2 separate regions of the Danio rerio genome follow, and region 2 is linked to region 1. A link is a contact called in public Micro-C data. All regions are on one chromosome and are shown on one strand. Each heading gives the region's core, a stretch centred on a gene start, on an enhancer-like site or on the middle of the called end of the contact. The rest is flanking DNA. Distances are from core to core; before and after follow the strand shown. Region 1 holds the start of ptpn11b (protein tyrosine phosphatase non-receptor type 11b). Region 2 overlaps ttll10 (tubulin tyrosine ligase-like family, member 10).

Region 1 (3,181 bases), core at 501-3,000:
ACTATATATATATATATTTATATATATATCATATATCCATGAATATTTTAGTGCAGTGATGTTTCCCAATAGGCCTTTATTTGGGTGAATTATAGAAAAACAGACACACTGTGTCCTAAAGTATAAAGTTACACATACACATTGTTTGCATTGGCTCTTATACAGCGCACAGAAAACACCTGCTCAGACTCTGTTCAGAAGGAGAAATCCATAGATAAAGCCTTGCGTTTCAGCAAATTGCATAACCGTGTCGGCCAGCAGATTAATCTCCCGCAGGCGGGTGACGTCATGCTAGCCTGACACTGATGCCACCTTCAAATCACCCCGACGCAAAACTGGGTGAGACCCAAATGGAAACTGCTGAAAAAACACACTGGGCTTTTCTCCCCTACTTAAAATAAGAGCATTGCAGCTTTATTAATAGATTATTAATAAACATCTCTGGAAATGAAATAGAGGTGATAACTACTGTACATGGAAAGAACTGCTAAAATAAGAGTGTGATGATGACTGGAGTGACAGAAGTGAATATATAGAATGTACATCACTTCATCACAACCCTCTCTGAGGTGCACTTTGGAAATTTAACCGTTTAACTGGCATTGCAACTGTTTGTCCAAAGATTAGCATTAAACTTTTTTTTTTTAAATCTAAATTTGCTTAGAGGGCTGTCAGGAACACAATTTAACCAAAGAAATTGGTGAAAATGTTCTCGTAGTTTTAAAAAGTCAGACAGTAAAGTGACAATCGATCCTAAACAATTATATAATATCAAATAAAAACAGTTTGGAATATTTTATGTTTTCATTATTTGTCTTCTTGGCAGATATTGGTCCTTGATAGGGTTTTATTAATACTAAAAATGCATATATAAGGCAATAATATAAATAAATAAATAAAGTACAAAATATATATTTAAAAGATTCATCAATATTATGCATTTCTTTCCTGGATTATCATTCTATATAATTAATACAAACTCTATATTATTACAAGTATAATGCTTTAAAAAAAGGCTCTACAGTGGTTCTTTGCCTTGTAATCATACAGTAGGAGACCCAATTTAGGTGATAAACTATAAAGAACTGTAATGGTTTTCTATTGGTTTTTTGGGGTGGTTAATGTATTGTAAAACAATAAATAACATTAGGTGGTTCCTTTATGATTACAAGCCAGAAAACAAACACTTTTAGTCATACACAGAAGTTTTACTACTCCAAAGAACCACTGGAGAAACATTATAGCTTCTTTAATCTAATTAAAATGTGTCCATTTAGCAGTATTGTTTTTTGTTTGTTTGTTTGTTTGTTTGTTTGTTTGCAGAATAATCTCTTATAGCCTATATGATTTAAATACACATAGTATTTAGGTGTATGATATGACTTTAGGCCTGCAGCTCATTTGTAATTATAAACAAACTGGATTGCAAATCCCATCATCCCATTCTGAGGAGTAGAGCCAGTAAAAGGAATCACGGTGTCAACTGGTGGCTGCCTGCTGGCTTCATTCTCCAACTAATCCTGTCACAATGTCCCAAGAACGAGCACGAGCTTTATAATACCTGACTTTTTGGAGATGTCTGGATGAAGTTTTTCCAGTGTGCTGTCAGCAGTGTGAATCGGAGAGCGGGAGGCGGAGGGAGAGAGCGCGAGTCCGGCGCTGTGAGTCTGTGTGTGACGCCCCTCGATCGCGCTCCGCTCCGCTGCAGTGACTCGGCGAAGGAGGACCGTTTTATTACACTTTCCCCTCCAGTCCTAGCGGTGCTCACACACACACAAACACGCACGCACACACACGCACGCACACACACATCTGACAGCTCTCAGGACGGCCATGACGTCTCGAAGGTAAGCCGAAGGCTACATTAATAAGTGCAGGAGCGGGTAGTGATGGTGACTGTAACTGTATGAATGAATCGAGCACGACACGCAGCTCAGTCTGTAGGACTCGGTTTCTGATCCTCTCGATCTGGCCCAATATATGTAACGTTACAGTATGTGTGTTCGCTTTTGTGCAGTGTTTATAAATATCGTGTAGTCTATCTTTCCGTTTATTTCGGTTGTTTACAAACGCTTTCGCTACCGGATATCGAATATGAATATCAGCAGCGCAAAGTCACTGTAACAGTGTGTCTTGCATGCAGTTTAAACTGTGCTTAATTAGTTTACTGTGCCAGTTTATTCGGAGACTTATGGTAACGACATCCTAATGTAACTGTACATCGTGTGCTGAAATAACAGTTTTAAAACACTTTAAAGCTAGATGAAATAGATTTGAGGAAAATAATGATATTAATAAAAATAGCCTTGTTGAAAGTTATAAGCATCGCTTAAAATATCTTTAGACAGAATTATGAATATTTTTTCTAATTTAAAATATTTACAGTGGGTGATCTTGTAAAATTTCTAATTTGTAGCAATGTGTTTCTGGGTTGGGACCATTTCATACACAATAGCTACATTTGATTGGACAGCAATGACCTATTTCAAAAATAAGAGTCTCCATGTAAAGCTGCTCATCTCAAACACAAAACGTCTCTTTACGTTAAACAACGTATTTCAAACAGGGAGAGTATGAATATTTAGCCAGGTAAGCCTTGAGGAATTTTGTAACTGGTTGCATGTTGCTAAACCTCTCGGTTTTAAATTTAGCCAGGCTTTAAACTTTAGTGTGTGTCTAACTTAACTGAAGTTTGCACATTCTTCTGTGACAACTTGTGACATGGTCCTTATATTTTCACTTTGAATATTTGGTCTAAAATCACATGTAAATTTGACTTCAAAACAACATTAGCTATACCTTGATAGACATTGGCTGCTAATATGATTTCATAATTAGAATTTGCAAATAATTCCTCTCTAAAATTATATTATTTAGGAGAAAGTCTGAATGTGTGTATATAAAACCAACTTTACACCAATCTTAAAGTGATAGTTCACCAGCAAATGAAAATGTAGGCCTACAATTTCCTCACACTCACGTGGTCCAAATCTTTAGTTTCTTTATTCTGTTGAAGATATTTTGAAGCAAGCAATTGTAACCATTGATGTTGTACTCTATGTTATTTGTTTTTTCTACTATGGAGGACAACAATAGTTTTCTTCAAAATATCTTATTTTGTGGCTTAGAACAGACTTAGAACAAGTGAAGCTGTTCATTTAAAGCACCGTGAGTCAAGTGC
Region 2 (2,975 bases), core at 123-2,622, 180 kb after region 1:
AAATGAAGATATGTTAATTATTTATCAGATATAATATTTTCCTGACCCTGATCCATAAGCTGACAACTACAGTGCTCATGTATAAGTACACCCCTGACAAATCTATATTTTAAATTCATATTTTTAATACGAAGCTATACAATATTATATTTGTGCATAGTCAGTACTGAAGCCAAGTTCAACCAAATTTATGTTTTTGAAAAATAATAAATGCAAATTTTAAAAAGAGGAAAGATCAACAGATACAAAACAAAAAGGCAAAAATTATTTGAAATTGTGCAGGTTTTTTGCTAAAATTTTCTTGGATTTAATTATATTATCTTTTAATTTCTTAATGACTAAAATGTTATTTTATTAAATATATCTGTTCAATAAATCTTTTTTGTTTAAATGCACCAAAATACCTTGCCTATTTTTACTTAGAAATGGATAAAAATATTCATTTTCATATGGTGTACTCAATTATGTTGAGCACTGTATGCCAAAAATATAATAATACACACAGTATATATTTGCCTTAAGTGTTCATATTGTGTGGTTACTGTTTTATAAAAGCAGAACCATTGACACAAAACATTCATAAAATAAAAGCCTCTCTTATAACTCGCATAAACTCCCATCGAATAAAATGAACTGAAAGTGTTAATCTGACAATGAATTTCACATAAGTGTCTGTATTTTTTAAAGTAATGGCCTCATGTAGATTTATTCAAATTACTTGAAAGCATGCAGATGTACTGTTGTCATGGCAACAGCGGTTTTTGGGACCATATGAAATATTAAAAGGGGAGCTCATCAAATATACTGAGAAAGATGAAACTGAATCATCAAATAAAAACATATTAAATTTGAACAGTATTTCATCTTGAAACTCGTTTTATACAGGTGAATATGAACTCTGTTATCTGTTTTCAGTAGTTTTAACCAAACGTTTTGTATTTCTGCAGAAAAGGATGCAACATATTATCATGCACTGCTTTCAAGCTGTCAAAGCCAAGCTGGACTGCAAACTTGGTTACTTTGACCTAATTGGCTGCGACTTCTTGATTGACGAGGATTTCAAGGTGAGACAAAAAAAAAAAAAACAATGTTTGTATGTTCTCTGTGTGTGTGCGTGTGTGTGAAGCCTGACAGGATTAATTTCATCTGACCCAGGAGATTAGTTTTCGAATTATCCACTGAATGTGGTAAGACGCATTATAAACATAAAGTCTGTATTTATCTCTTCTGTAATCTCCTTAGTATCTTCGAGACAATTACGGTACAGTTTTCTAATGCTGGCACGATTCTTCTCTTTAAACGTGATGTTCAGAGGCTGGTCGTTCCCCTACGGAGCATCCTAAATTCAATCCGCGCCTAGCAGTTGCCTGGCAGCCTTGTGTTCTGCCAGCGTAAACATGCGTTCCCTCGACCAGACACATCTTGGTTTCCAGGTTACCAGATCATTACAGATTCACACATAACAACTAACAACATTTAAATCGGAAGATATTACACGCCATGTGAATAATGATCATCACGTAAAGTGATAAAGGCGTATTAAAATCTTGCATTAGAGATAGTTTATGTGCGCTGAGATGTGTACTTTGCACACTTAATGTCAGTATGTAATCTTGTTTAAAATGTCATCACTGCACCCTGTGTGTATTTGTAGTGGTTTAGGTGATATAATTATACATAATTACTGTAAAATGAATCGACCAGGTTGAGTAGAGTAAGACTGCCATCTGCTGTTAAAAGTGTGCTGGAGAATGTAAATTGAAAAATGTTAAGAGAGTTGGGGATTTTTGTTTCTACTTCAGGGAGGTAAGGGTGTATGTAAAAATGTCAATATCTTATGCATGGGTGTATTTGTGGGAATAGCTCAAAAAAAATTAAAAATTGAACTTTTTATTGTATTGCAAAAATCAGAATATCAATTAAAGATCATTAGGACATGTTGCAAATTTCCTTCTGTTAAACATTTTAAAATGTAATTTTTGATTAGTGAGATACTTGTCAAAGAATTTAATAACCTTAAATGCAATTTTCTCAGTATTTAATTTTTTTTAACCCTCAGGTGTCAAGTTGTGTATTTTTTGGATTGCTGTTGCATTACTATTTCTGCAACCCAACTCTGGGAAATTAAAATGCTGTATTTGTAGTATTGCATATATCATATAAAATATGAAATATCCCAATCATTTACCATATATCAACCACAAATCAATGGAAAGCTCATTTATTCACTTTCAGGTGATGAATAAATCTCAATTTCCAAAAAAAAAAAAAAAAAAACAAACATTGACCCTTATAGGTGGTTTTGTGGTGACATTTAGCTCTTTGTTATCTTATTTTTATGCAGTTCTTTCATGCAATGTAATATAGACTATTTATTGAATTACTAAATGCCACTGCATGACATGTACCTGTTTTGGATGCATACTGATGTTATCAGTTGTCAAGTTTCACAGTTCAAAGCATGACATAATAAAATAAACCAAAGTTAATGATGAACTTCACTTCAGTGCATAGAACTTGATACTTTTATAAATTCATATAATATTAAAAAAAAATAATAATTAAATTTAAACAAAATTAATTGTTTAATAATTTCAATCAGTGTTTACCTATGGAATGTAATATTAGGGGGGAACATATGTTCCACTATATTGAGTGTCATTAACTATATCTATATGTTAAGTTAAGTTTGGGGTCAGTTTCTTTCATTTTTTTCATGTTTTTTTTTAAGAAAATTATTTTGTTCATCAACATTTTATTAAATGTAAAATGTAATAAAAAATTTGTTTAATACTTATTTATTAAATATTTATTTATTACTTATTGTATATAGTTTCAAATAAAATGATTACTCCAGTCATTATTGCTTTTACTATTACTACTAATAATAATATTAATAATAATAACAACAACAACAACAACAATAATTTATGTTAGACTTAATATTTATTATTTTAATTATAGAGAATTACCTT

Evidence for each region. A called contact is a pair of places that touch in the nucleus more often than the background predicts.
Region 2: a Micro-C map of caudal fin shows a contact between it and region 1, with 10 times the contacts expected there. The contact joins the enhancer-like site here to the promoter of ptpn11b in region 1. A contact is called at or near these places in 2 of 18 Hi-C or Micro-C datasets (caudal fin and embryo) and 1 of 4 datasets of contacts at active chromatin or transcription factors (caudal fin).

What each region holds. Positions count from the first base shown.
Region 1 is chr23:26,856,929-26,860,109 of GRCz12tu, forward strand. It overlaps ptpn11b (protein tyrosine phosphatase non-receptor type 11b), which reads left to right and starts at 1,751. Exons shown (of 16, transcript NM_200454.1): 1 at 1,751-1,847. The coding sequence starts at 1,834.
Region 2 is chr23:27,036,034-27,039,008 of GRCz12tu, forward strand. It overlaps ttll10 (tubulin tyrosine ligase-like family, member 10), which reads left to right. Exons shown (of 11, transcript XR_012398501.1): 9 at 948-1,064. Among named protein-coding and RNA genes, the nearest start is that of mir7149, 23 kb to the left of the region's middle. Within about 2 kb of position 1,373, at least 5 of the 62 cell types and tissues checked have an H3K27ac peak or open chromatin away from gene starts, as enhancers often do.